Regions from separate parts of the Anas platyrhynchos genome. Here region 2 is linked to region 1. Evidence: chromatin contacts called from public Hi-C data. All regions are on one chromosome and are shown on one strand. The core of a region is the stretch at or near the end of the contact, and the rest is flanking DNA. Distances in the headings are between cores, read along the strand shown. Region 1 overlaps LOC119713440 (a long non-coding RNA gene). Region 2 holds the start of ABCC9 (ATP binding cassette subfamily C member 9).

Region 1 (6,741 bases), core at 836-3,335:
TTTTGAGTAAGACACAAGGATGCCATGTAAGAATATAAGGGCAGACACAGTTGGAAAGACCAAATGTTCCCCTTACATGGCATAGTCTCTTGAGGTTAGTTATTAAATGTGATAGCTCCTCTTAATGGCTTAATATGGCAGTTGCTCACTATGATGACTCGCAATTTAATGGCTTTATTCAGCTAGAAGATGGATCCATACTCTTTGCATATTTATTACCCAGTAGTACACTGGCCGTTTTCCACAGAAATTCCCCAAAGTGGCCAATAAAGCATTACAAGAGCAGATGGTGGCACCCTCCCCCAGGAACCTCTCCCAGCATCTGCATTATGCTGCCAACAGCATTCTGAGGCAGAGCTATGGTCTCACAACAAACAACCCTTGTGGATTTTTGTTCCCTGAAGATGTAAGGTCATTTTTTGAATATGTGTATACATTGATAGCACCCAGCAGCTGCTGCACCAAAGAATGACAGATTAAATGTATTTGGGGTGAAGGATCACATCTTTATATATGTTTTGTACCTTTTCTGGCAGTTTGAAGTGATTCCCATTAGCTTGCATTACAGAGACAGTGAGGAACAGTTTCTTACACATCTTCCCCAGGCAGCATGTATCTTCTAAATGTCTGTCACAAGCTCCTTCTTGTGTCATCAGGGGTCCTACCTAATTTAGTCCTTCCACTTTATTCATCATCCTTGTTGTGTTCCTGACACTTTCTGTTCTACCATGCCTTTTCTGAAGGGAGAGAAATGTATACAGCACTCAGGATACGCCATGGACCCATTATCAGTTATTTGAGTGGCAGCTGTCTGTGTTAATTAACACTAATTTCAAGCTCTCTTTTATCTTTAAAAACTCAAGTTCAGTTTCAGATTCCCTGTAAATCAATGACACATTTGGGGTTTTCAAACCCTTTCTACTTGCCTACCAACTTTGTTACACACTCCATGTGTAACTCCAAGAGTTAAAGCCTGGATCTGCAAATTTGGAATAAGATCTACAGAGATGAGATAATTAAGACACAATTTTTACTTCACACTTGCTAATTGGAGGCAAGGCAAAACTACACTTGGTGGTTTCAGCTGAGTGATCTGCTTTCTGCAGGATTTGTCCAGCAGCACAATGAGCTGGGGTGAGTGGCTAATGCAGTGGCAGAAAGGGGGACTTTTCTGGCTGGTTTATCAGGCAGTAAACCATGAGAAGCCCCACAACAGCCACAGCAGAGCAGAATCAGCATGGGCAAGCTGGCACCAGCCCTGCTGCACAGTCTGACTTCACCGCTAAGGAGGCTTTGGGTCTCCAAGGGACGTAGGGACTCTGCTGAGGGGTCGCAGGCTGCCCGGCCATAGCCAGGTGCTGTGTCCGAGTAACTGCTTGTCTCTAGCAGATTTGCAGCACAGGGATGGCCCTACACTGTTGTTGAACCCACAAACACTCTGGCAGATTGTAGAGCTGCTGTTGTTGAGCAGAACTCTAATTAACATGGCAAATGCAATGACAAATGATAAAGCTTCACTGTCCTCTGGCTTATTTGCTACTAGCTGTGTTGTAAATGCTCTAGGAAACCAATGTTTAATGCTGCCATCAGCTAATAAAATGGCTTTTTCAGTGGCATTTATGGGAAGGTCTTGTTTTCTTTGTGTATCCTTGCTTTGACGTTATTGGGAGAACTTTTGTGGCAGATATTTACACTCAACTGAATTCCTGTGGCATCCTCCAAATGTGTTTGACAAAGGGTTGGGGCCCAGTCTGCCAGAAGATGAAAGAGCATTTTGCACAGCACCTTATCAATTTGTTGTGCTGACTGAGTAGCCTGATGACTTTTCCATGGCTGGGAAGGCTGGCTAACCCTCCCGGAATCATTAATCTCAGGACAGCTTGAACTAAAGGGCTGCTTCAGAGGTTTCTGTAAAAATAGAGCACGAAGAATGCATCTGAGAGGAGAGACTGTGTTGCTTTTTTTGCAGCTTCTTGACCTCTTCTGTGTGGATTTTATACAAATGGGAAGGATTAGATGTAATGTCCTGGTGCCTCAGTGCAACACGGTGACCAACTTGCACAGCTGTTCTTAGTCATGTCTCCAAACACATTGCAACTCGGGCTGTGCTGTCGAGCACATGAAATAAGGGCCTGACTCACTGCTACTTCAATTTGTTTTTGAAGTTTGGTTCCACTGCAACCAGACTGGAGAAAAAAAAAAAATGGAGGAAAAGAGCAGGAGGAGGTCACCTAATAAAACTTATATTTCCCTAGCATTAACTTTTGTTTAGTTGGTGATAAATTGTGGTGACAGGACACCTGGGTCAAATAAACAACACAGTAATCATTGCACATACAGTAATATGAGATTCATGTTATTAAGATGTCTGAATGCTAATACAACATGTTCTATGATTAAAAAAAAAAAAAAAAAAAGGTGGGGGGGGGGAGGAATGCCTGGGGCATGGAACAATTTGACTCAAAAGCTTTGAGTTTGACATAAGCAAATTTTTTGGAAAAAAAAAAATCTCATTTTAAAAATTGTATTCAGTGTATAAGGCTATTTCTTTTGTCAGATATTTTACCTGATACCATAATAGAATATAGCTTTTATTCTGTGGGAGAAGTGCATTCACTTTACCAGCTGAATCTCAAAATGCATTATAAATGTAAGAACTAGAGTGGTAGTTGTGTATTAGGATTCCAGAACATGGAAGTGGTTCTATAAGTAGGATTCGTTATGTAAAAACGATAATCAAGTAACTCTTCTTTGCAGATTACAATTAAACATATCTCAGTGTAATGCCCTTTATTTTCCTGCTACAACATCAAATTCATTAAATAAAATGATCATGTAAGTACTTACACCACTGAAGTGCTTATACCAGCAGATATATATGCTAATCTAGATGCAGAAGGAATTGAACTTTTACATCCTAGTGTAAGTTTTTTGTACATTATAAACTCAGTTACACTGTGTACAAACATGTACCTAGGCAAGGACTTTGCTGCAAGGGTGAAGGAAATAAATCTGCAGTGCAATGTTTGGACAGTGGTCCAATGAACACAGAATCATTTTCTTGATTGGATGAAAATTCTATTTGAGCAACTTTAACTACTGAAGAATAAAAGAACAAGGGATTGCCCAAAAACACATTTGAACAATAATTAGTTTAAATTTGGTTCCACTGTAACCAAATCAATGCCTAGCAGCAGTCATATGGCCCAAAGCTGCAGACAAAGACATACACAAGCAAAGAGTAAGAGAAATTCCCACCTTATCCTTCATTTAATAAATAAATTCATTGAGAAAAAAAGAAAAAGCTTGTTTGTTTGTTTGTTTATTTTCAGGCTTTAAATCATACACCATGCAAAGTTGATGCACTGTGGATCTTACAGCACAGAAACCCACTATTAATGCAAATGTGGTTTACTAGTTGCAGAAGTGGGAATTTAATGATGGATCCAAATATTACAGCATATAAATACAGAAGGCATTTAAAAGCAAATCTATAGAGAATAAGGAAAATAAGTCCCTCCCTTTGCACTCAGTGACTCCATAATTAGCATTATCAACTTTATCTCTAGTTTTTACAATCGTGCTGCCTTTAGCTCCAATTCTGGGGGAGCCCATGTTCTTTCCCACTGTTGAACTATGAGCCTGTGGTTTCCATTTGACATCTGACGTTTGCTGGGTATTTCATCATAATCTAAAAAACTTTTCACTCAGAGTCATGAACAGGAAAAAAAAAAATCATCAAACTTAGATATATATATATACATCAAGAAATTGCGTTGTTACTACCACCTAGTGGTGGCCGTAACAAATTTGCAGAGAGCACTTTTATTGTACACACAAAAAAATACTTCATAAAAAGGCTATGTGCACATGATTTATTTAATGTTATTTCACTTATCTTATTTTTTCCATTTAAGCTACTCCTAACTTGTTCTTAATACTGAAAATTCCTCAGTAAATAATGGGCAAGCATCTTCTGAACAATTTGAAGTGGAAGTTAACAAATTGACAGATGCCCAAGATTCCCCAGCTCTCAGCACCTATTTTAATGCTTGTGCTTTCATGGTGGTGTAAAGCAGGCAGTGCACCCTTAATGAAATGGATCAGGTCTCAAAGACTGAGAGCTGGATCATTCATAAGCCCCAGCAAACAACAATCTTTTCCTCTATTTGGAGGAAACTGGCCACTGTCATGACTCTTCTAGAAACTGTCCTGACCTCATTTACCATCAGCCTCCTCCCAATATTTCCAGTAACTCCTCGGACAGCTTCAGCCTATCTGCCAGACTGGGATGCAGTGGAACTCCAGAAAAAGAGTAAAAGACCAGTGAATAGGTTTGTAGGAAATGTTTATTTGTTGGTTTTCCAACAGCCTCCTTTCCAGGCAGATGGTCAGTCTATACTTTCCTCACACAGTTTCTAACACAGTGCAATGAATAACACAGGGAGGTAGAGCTGCAAACAGCTTCACTGAAGGTTAATGGGAATTTTGAGAAAAAGGTATAACAAATAACAAAGTCCATTAAATAAGCATGGTCAGTGGTCATAACATCATGGTCAGCTTTCAGCAGCACAGAAACTACCATCCTTCCTAGGCTCCAAGACCTTAAGACCTGTAGGAACAACACTGGCACATGTCTCACCAGCATGACTAAAGCCAACAGGAGCAAGCTACTAGAGGAACCATCAGAGGAACAACAATACCAATGGACAGTGGCTTTAAGAAGTTCATGTGGACTGAAACGTCTTCCCATCATTTGCATCAAGGAACAGGTGAGGCCACTCTACTGCCTGGAAGCAGGAAAATCCCATGGCACTGACAACATCTGACAGGAAGTGTTGTGACCTTAGCAAGAAATTTGTAAGAGCTGATGTATCTGTGGACTGAATGGATAGCCTATGGCTAATATATACACACCAGACAACGATTCACCTCATTAAATGCTATTCAGGATCATTCTGGAGCTGAATTAGCCATTCTGAAGTAATCGTTTCTGCACAGACTTGCGCAGATTTGTGGCAGAGCAGGCACTGATCATCGACTGAAGCAGACCAGACCTAACAGGACTGCTGCTGCAGAAGCTCACACACCTCTGCCCAGAAAGTGAGGGGCTATTGTGTCCAGTGCAGAAAAGTGATCTCGTGTCAAGGGCTCCAAATTGATGGCATTTGATACTACTGTCACATACTGTTAAAATCTGGTCACAATTGTCACCTAGACCACAGCTGGGACAGACAGCCCACCTAGTCCCTGGTTTAGACAGTCTATTGACTCTGACCCCTACGTGTGGGCTCAGCCTGTCCAACACAGTTGTACTCATTATAATACATTGATATCATTATAATACATTGCTACCGCCATAAGGACAAGAAAATTAAAGGTTTGGTAAAAGAATTACTAAATATAGAAATGTTCATTCCATTTTTCTCAATACTTGCTGGCCAGCTTTCCACAAAAACAAACAAACAAACAAAAACAAACAAACAAACAAACAAAAGCTGGTCCATTTTTTAGCTATTGTTTGGATCAAAAAAAAAAAAAAATCTGCCCTCTGTTTCCTGTCCTGCCAGTTTGTGGTCACCCGTGTGTAAGAGAAAAACTTAGGTTTCTTACTTTTAGTGAAGTATATGTGGGATTATGTTGGTTGGTGTTGGTTGTTTTGTTTTGCCACCAGATGTCAGTCTACTCTTCATTAAATAGCAGCTATTCCTAGCTGCTAAATTCTAAATCAAGTGGAAAGTTCTGTGTGTACCCAGACCCCAATCAGTCACCCCTCAAGGTAGCAAGCAAATAAGTCATGGTGAGCACAGACAGAGCTGAAATCCTTTCCCTGAAATCCTATTCCCTTTCCCACTGACAGAATGGCATGGAGAATGCAAACTATAACTTTATTGTACAAATGAGAAACAGAGATACGCACTTTAAGATTGGTCTGTGTCTTCTAAGAAAGCATAACAAACACCATTGATCTGGACTTCACTGGAACAGGAGGGTTTCTCATCCTTTCTTGGACACATTTTCATAGAAACAGTACTCTTGTCCCTGGAAACCATGTTCAAAATGATATCACCTGTCCTTCAATCCTTTCCCCCTCTTCCACAAGAAGACCTGAAACCCAGCTTCAAGCCACTGTGCAATGACATTCATAACAAGCAGAATAAATGGATAAATGGTATCACTTATAAAGACTGTGACCGGAAATAGTTTTGAAAATATGATGCCTAATAATGGCACAAACCATGTCCTCATCTTTCCAGATGTTTGTGGTCTGACGATCTTATATTAACTATTAAAGTTAGTCAGTGTGATTGGAGTTGTTCTTTCATTGGGGTAGTCTGAGAGTGTAGAATGGAGTGTTTGTTCTTTGACATACATGTAAACTTATCATTTGAAAATAGGTATATGAAAGTCTCTTTATTCTATATTGAGGAATATCTCCCATATCAATTCCAAGCTTAAGGCCCAAGGGCTTTTTTTATGTGCATGGCTGTTACACCGTGCTTCACCAGTGCTTCACCAGCACAAGCTGCAGAGCAGCCCCAAACCTTAGTAGCAGAGAAATCCCACAGCAAACGGGACTTGGTTCTTCTGAGCTACACACTTTGGGATGGGTCTTTATTGCTTGCAGCCTTTGTGCTTTGCAAGGTGCCTTGACTGAACCTGGCATAAACATCTCCACCCATTGATTTTGACAAGGACTGATTCCTTTTTTCTATTGTTTTTGGCTCCAGGACTCACCTT
Region 2 (7,639 bases), core at 1,329-3,828, 120 kb before region 1:
AGGGCTTGTATGCAGCTACCTGAGTTGGGCTAATGAGTAATAGTTCTTTAAAGGCCAGTTATTTGATTGCTAGTGTTCGTGGGCCATGAAGTACGTGTTGAGGGATGTCTATGGACTGGTCTGCAATGTGGGAGAGAGCTGTACTCAGCAGAGACTCCACATATTGCAAAACAGCTCGTTATATGAACAGTGTCCAAAGCACAGGTACCCTCTGCTGTGTGGAGAGTTAAATAATCCAAGACAATTAGAGTGGAAAGTGCTCAGCTGGGAGCTGTGGCAAATTAATCCACGGCTGCAATGGATTGTATTCACAAAGGTGAGTGCTATTTCATGAAAACGTTTTCCCACTCCCGCTATTCCTTCACCATTTCAATTCCTTCAGGTTGAGCCGGTCAAGCATGATGCAAGCCTGCAAACAGCACAGAAACTATCGCCAGCATGTTAATGGGCTTTGGCACTTAATTTTGCCTGCTGCGAGCCAGCAGCCAAAACTCGGCGGTTTCGTAAGATCTGCGCACTTTCCCCCCAGAGTCATCAGGTAATGTGGCTGGCGGCGCTGCGCTCTGCAGCCCTTCAGCCCTGATGGCTGCACACCCGCTCCCCGAGCAGGGACGGCAGCGAAAGACTGGGGCCTAGGCCAGGGCTGGGGCTGGGGTTGGGGCCAGGGGGCAGCGGCCCGCAGTGGGGGGCGTCCGGGGGCTTCTGAGCAGTGGCTACAGGCATTCGGGAGGCGGGCGTGGGAAACTGGATGGGAGGTTTTGGGCAAAGACACCTAAAAATCACCCCATTTTTCTCATTTAGTTACAAATCCGAACGCATCTTAAACCATTTTGCATTCCTTGTTATTTATTTATTTATCTGGCGAATCAAGAAGCCCAAACGCAAAAAAAAAAAAAATCATTCTGGATCAGAGCAGAATGTTTTCTGACGTTTTAGAGCTTTCCGCTCTCCTTAATCCTTCTAAACATTCATTTAGAAAGCATTTTAGCTAAAAATTAAAGCATTCAATTGGAAAATAGAAAATGAAACATTCTGGTAGCTGCTACATTTATTTTCATTTACTGTACCCTTTTTTTCCTTCCTTTTAAAACAGTTTGATGGAAATGGGTGAATCAAATTTTCATGTTTTAATTAAGAAAATCTTTCCATTACTTTTTTCCCCTTGTCAGAAATCACATTTTTTATTTTTTTTTCCAAAACGCCACATGATGGGTTAAAGATTTTATTTTGTATCATCTTTAATGAAACATAGATATATAACAGAACTCAGATCCTTTCCCCTCAAAGTTACTTTTTCCTGAAACACTAAATATTAATATGTTTGAGGGAAGGAAAAAAAAAAAAAAAAGGCAAGTAAAACATTTCAAGCGCTGTGGAGGATGGTCAAGGACTGTCTCAGTCGCTCAGTGTAATGGTGTGTTGATGTTTCAAGTCAGTGCGATATATCAAAAGGCAGTACTCTTTTTTAGATCTGAGGGTCCCACTTTTTTTTTTCCCTATAGTCATAAGGTAAAAAAATAAAAAATATATAAATCTCAGAAAAAGGAAAAGGCTGGATTTGCCAAGATTTTAATGATTCTGGCAATATTTGGCCCCAAGCATTCCCCTGCATATTCAGATCACAGTTTTCTGTAATCCCTTTCATAGCATGAAAACACATTTGACCACAATCCATTTGAGACCATCTGTTCCCCGCTGATCTCAGTGCAACCCCTGGATTCTGCTAAGTCTGAGCAAACTTTGTACCAGAGGCCTCTAGCTCTGGTACCCAACCCCAGAACCGCTGTGCTTGTAAATGCTCTGAGTATTTATGCCAAACCCCAGGTCTAGCCCTAAGAACTTTGCCGTTTTTGGCCTCAAGGTGTATGGCTTGATAAAATGAAGCTATCATGACAGAAAAATCTGAACCTTGGCATATCTTGCTTCAATGGCACTGAAAGAAAATAGGCAACAAACCAGCCTTTAGGCTCTCGAGGACCTCTTTAACTTTAAATAAAGAAACATACGCAATGTAGCAACTTCCAGGGCTGCCAAAAAAATATTATCCCTTATAAATAAGGGCAATTGTATGGAAAATTATATCCCTGGAATAAACATAAAATTTACTTCGAATTTTATTTCAAGATTATTTGTTTTCCATCTATTTCAAAAGAAAAGCTATCCAGTGCTTTAAGTGATAAAAAAGTGGAATTTCTTCTATATGTTAAGTGGGAGAGTCTGGAGGGATCTAGGTTAAAGTAAAATATCTGAGTAGACTTATGCTTTCTCTTTTGCTCAAGATGATGGACAATGTACAAAATTATGTTGTCAAATTCAAATTAACCAAGCTTAATTCAAAGGAATTCAAAAACTGAAGCTCCCATGTCTGCCAAAAGTTAGACTACCTTGTCCAAATCAATTATTTCAGGATAACCATCTGATAATAGCCTGCGCATTGCAATGCAGCCTCTTGGATTCTTACCACTCCAGCGAGTAAGAATGAAAATAAAAGCAAGCAGAAGAAATCCCAGGGGACTGTAGCTTCAGGCGGCGAAAAATTGGTGCTTCTTGCTTGCCTGTCTCTTCCCAGTTTCCTGCCCCCTTCGGCGTGTGAGAAAGACAAGCAGAGTTTGTGCGCTTTGGAAACTCGATAGGAGGCAGCAGCTGATCTTCCCATCACCAGCCTAAAAATAATCCACTCCAGGGCTTGGAGCTGCTTCACTAAGTGGAGGAAAATCCTGCCACCGGGATGATATTGATCACATAGCACAACCGAGTGAAAATTTGGGTTGGTATTTTGTTTTTGTGTTTGCAAAGGTAAGCTACAAAGTTTGCTCTAACATTCAGCAAGCAAGCGGGGCATGCAGTGCCCCCCCCCACCCCGTCATCCCCCACTAACCGTCTCCTCCTCCTTCCCTTTATATCTGTGGGACAGGGCTGCTCCTTGTTCTTTCCTGGGATTACAACTCAGATCTGTTTTCCTTTTCCTTTTCCATTCTCAGGCATTCTCAGGCTTTACAGTCCCCTACCGCTGATGTTTTCTTTGCTGCTGTGCACAGGGTTATGTTTCTTTTTTTAAACCGTCCTGTCTTAGCATGTGGAGTCATAGGTTTTGCAGCAGGCAGCGTAGCACGCCGATGGTTGAAATTGCATTGTGTTAAGGAGCTTACCAAAAAAGAAAAAGCAATGTCTTAGATGTGTGAGAGCACTGCAGATGTTTGTGTGAAATGCTTTTCAGCGTCAGTATTGTGTTTAGCAGCCTTGGTGTTGTGATTTTCTCTGTGTTTGGGGCCTGATCCAAAACCCACTGAAGTCAATGAGATACTTTGCTTTGACTTCAGTGCAGTTTGGATCGGGCTGCTGGTATACACCAGTTAGTGATGAGAATGCTGACAAGTATCAGAAATTCATCACCTTAAGGCCCAAGGTAACTGGGACAGTGCTTAGCAAGGAAGCAGGGTATATCTAGGGTAGCTGGTCAAAGCCGAAATAGAAATGGAGAAGTTTGGTACAGGATCATTTGGGGTAAAAGAGATTTTAAGTGGGCAGCACTTTTTTGCCATTGACTTAGCAGAACTCTTTGCAAATAATGCATATCTATGGATTGCAGATTCCATTATATCAGGTGCTTTTAGGGAGGTAAGAAAAAAGAATTAATAGGTTTATACCTGGAAAGGAAAATGATTCAGAGCACTAACTGAAAATCCATGGCAAGTTAGGCCTTCCATACTGCTTATCCAACCTAAAAATAATTTGATCTTTTTTAAATTTTCTCTGTGAATTTCAGGAAAGAAGGAAAAAAAATCTTGCTTTTGTAATGACTCCATTACTGAGAAGTTAAAAACCAACTACTTTCATAAAACTCGCAGCATTTTCTCCATCCTGCATCTGTATGTGTACACATATGCATATATATATATATGTATACATGTATACATGTGTACTTGTATATATGCATATATGGGCATATAATGCAAATTCTAAGACCAAAAAAATATGAACTGAGACCCAAGTATGCTCTGTAAGCTGATGTATTTTAATCAGGAAGTGCAGCTATTGATTTTATTTTATTTTTTTAGGCAACTGAACTGCTGAAATAAATACTTTTTTAAAGTTCCATATTTCCCCCAAGCAAGGTCCACCTGAGAACTGTATTTATGCTGTTTCCTTTACAGTCATATCTTGCAGAGCGTGCAGAACAGTGATAATCCAGGTAAGATAAAACTCTTGAATATGAAGATTTTTAAGCCCAATTTTAAAGTCTTATTTTAAAGATAATTAAAATGTATTTATCTTATTTTATTTATTTATTTATTTACCTATTTATTTATTTATCTTATTTTAAATATAATTAAAATAAATTTTAAAGATAATTAAAATGTCTGTAACTCAAATTCTTAACAGTTTTGCACTCAGTGAGGCTATTCTTATTGTTTTTATGGAAATTTACATTATCTGCCATTTTCCCATTTTATTCTTTTCTATACCTTATGTAAATTATCTCAGGAATTGACTCTATGCATTAAGGATCCCAATTTCAATTTGTTAAAATGAGATTTGTAAGTGTTTAGGTTAAATATTACATCACATTCATGCTTAATTTGTTGTCCTTTTACTTTTTTCTTCCCAAAATGCTTTTCTTATTCACAATGAGTATACATGTATGTTCCTAAACTCTTTTGTACTGATTTCTGTTTATTATATTATGACAATGTCTGTACATCTTAACTCAGAGCCAGAAAGTCTCAGTTTGCCAGTGATGGAGATTTTTTGATGAAAATTTAAATGCTTAAAGGGCATAAACTTTTTTAGCTATTTCATTGCAGGGTGAGCTGCTGTTAGTTCACATCCTCATTAAAGTAAACCAACAAGGAATCAGATTGCCAAATGATGTCAAGGAGAGATGAAACTGTCCACTGGCACCATCATGGACTCATCCTCCTGACTGCTCTTTTCATTCCTCTACTCTGTGAAGTTCTGCTCATTGCTTTAGCTTGCAGCAGACTGTTTGCAAAGGGAGAAAGAAAAAGCACCACTGAAAATCTGTAACTAGTTCTACTGTTTGCAAAGACTGAAGTTAAACTGAACAATTTGTCATTAATTTTGAAGCACAAAGGCCTCTCATTGTACAAGTGATAAAACAAAAAATTACCAGGTATTTGGCAGCCTTACTGGGGCTGAATGTAGCTGCTACCCTCAAATAGTATGCACTTGTTATCCGAAGATCTTTATCACATTACTGCATTTCTCCTGACTGAAATGCTAGGTTAAGCCTAGCGTGCTTGCCAATGTTATTATAAAGTATAGCATTCCTACTATAATTATTAGTAAAGCAAATATATAATGATATCCTCACTTTGGTGCAATCAGCCCTGCATAGCTTGGTGGCCTACTGTATTCAGCAGAAAGAGGAATTATCTCTGGGAAAGCCATTTTTGTAATAGCCATAATACTGTTTTCTGAAATGAGTGTTAGGATCTCAACAGGCATCCTGAAAGGCTACTGCTACTTGATGAGAAATAGTGGTCAATAACTTCAGATGTCCAAAAAATTTCAAAACAACTTGTTACCCTTTCATCTGTCCTCTCCTGAATATTTATGTCTAGGTTATGCATTCTGTTGTTTTGTAGTGGCAGTTGGACTGCTCCTGTTTATTGCAGTCATTTCTGTACACTATACAAAGCCATCTGCCTGTAAATAAGCCTTCAGCTACAAACACTACAAACTGAGTAAGAACTTAGAAAAAAGGTCTTGATAATTCATGTGAGAAAAAGAGGTATGTGTGCTTTCCAGAGGCTGTCCCTTCCTTTGGGACACATAGGTAAAGATTTGCTAAGAAACCAGTGGACATTTCCCTGCTGTGCTATTCCCCATGACTCATAGGTCCTTGAGTTTGTCCTAAATGAGCTAACATTGAAATTGAAGTATGGCAGCTGCAACAACTCAACACTGGTCTCGTCTCAGGCTTGCAGCGAGCAGAGCTTCTTGTCTTGGAAAGAGTACCGTGGTAATAGAACACTGTTAACTCTGAGACTGAGTTAATATTTTTGTGGTTCCCCATTGGACCTTGTAGAGTACAGCAAAGCAGGCAGCTGCCTGGAGCAGCAGGCTGCCGGGGAAGATAAAGCAACCTGGCTTTGCTGCTCGATTCAGCTACATACAATTCCAGGAATTAGAATCTCCATGCTGCTGCCAGTGTCACCAAGGATGGAGGCTTGGCACGCGTAGGAGGGCAACTGTGATAACGTCTCTGAGTTGCAACAACCTCTGCTGTTCTCTCTACCATCCCTTAACAACAGAAATCTCCTCAAATCTCTCCTCATGTGGCTCTGCAGCCCAGCTTTTCCTCTTTGACCTCTCACTGCATACATACTGCAGCCTGAAAAATTTGTCTCCACATCTTTGGTAAGGAGAAAAGTTAGCTTTGGCTACACTGTGTGGAAAGCTTGAGTGAACTTTGTATTCTGACTTGCTTAGAGCTAACTCAAAGAGCTTCAACATGGCTATTCATTTCAGGCATAAACTGTTTTTCAGTGTGGCCAATATTCTGTCTTTGGCAATGATAAAGAACTGGTGCTTGGGAAAAAGCATAAGAAGTCTTTGGAGTATTTAATTATGTTATAGCATGATGCTTAGCACTGCGTGAAACAAGCAGCACTTCCTCATTTAGGCAATATACCTCTATCCATCTCTCTATAGGTCTAGTTCTAAATGAACCCTACCATAACCTTACTAAAGCCAATGGAAGAAAAGTCTAATTATTAATGAGGAACCCAAATTTGGTCAGTGATCATTCATAAATGTGTTTCATCTTCCTTTCTAAATCTGTATGTAGTTTTGATGAGTTTTAGCAGTAGGAAAAACTACAATTCTTGATATTATTTCTAAATTTGATGTTCTTCCATTTCACATTTTTATTCTGTGAAAAGAAACTTTATGGTATTACAGAACAAGAGGGATTAGTGCTTTCTCATTCTGCCTTTTATCGGTTATATGCAGGTGAGATCTTCCAAGCTATCTTCATTTCCAGAATCATTTTTTGACTCAAAATTTTCAAATGTGCATCTGTGCATCTCCAAAGCCTCCTATGTACATGAGTTTTCCAAAAGTCAGAACTAGGTCTAGTGATTTGAGCCACATGGGCAAAACTGGGCTGATCTTATCTGATCTGATACCTTCTGCACCTGAAGTGGATGCGAAAGGAATGCTGAAGTGGTTTGTTGCTCCCTGTGAGGGACAATTATTTCTCTGCCTCTAATGTAATGCAGTATATTTTCGTACATCACTATTCAAGACACAAAGAACAGCTAGCAGCCTGTCTTCAAACACCAGAAAGCATCCACGAAAGCTGGCATGTACCAACAGATGCAGCACATCTCCTCTGTGGGTCCTCCATTCACAGCCATAGTTCAGGTCTAGCTCAATGACAGATGGACAGTTGGAAGGAAGGAAAGGAGGACGGACGGATGGATGGACAGGAGGGCAGACCACTGGAATATTAATGTTTCCTGATGATCAGAATACTTTAATAGATTTTAAGCGTTAGGAGCATTAATAATGGTGGTCTCTGGATGTGCTGATTAAAAAAGAAGTATTTTCTGATTTAGTAACTTGGGAATTAATGGTCAATTACTTTATTTCATTTCATTGACAATGCAAT

Evidence for each region. A called contact is a pair of places that touch in the nucleus more often than the background predicts.
Region 2: a contact with region 1 is called in a Hi-C map of subcutaneous adipose tissue, with 2.7 times the contacts expected there. The contact joins the promoter of ABCC9 here to the enhancer-like site in region 1. A contact is called at or near these places in 3 of 8 Hi-C or Micro-C datasets (liver, skeletal muscle and subcutaneous adipose tissue).

What each region holds. Positions count from the first base shown.
Region 1 is chr1:75,975,120-75,981,860 of IASCAAS_PekinDuck_T2T, reverse strand. All of the region lies in intron 1 of LOC119713440 (a long non-coding RNA gene), which reads left to right. The region is part of intron 3 of LOC119713439 (a long non-coding RNA gene); the gene reads right to left. Among named protein-coding and RNA genes, the nearest start is that of KCNJ8, 32 kb to the left of the region's middle. Within about 2 kb of position 2,085, at least 3 of the 8 cell types and tissues checked have an H3K27ac peak or open chromatin away from gene starts, as enhancers often do.
Region 2 is chr1:76,093,147-76,100,785 of IASCAAS_PekinDuck_T2T, reverse strand. It overlaps ABCC9 (ATP binding cassette subfamily C member 9), which reads left to right and starts at 2,578. Exons shown (of 39, transcript XM_072042230.1): 1 at 2,578-2,796; 2 at 4,155-4,192.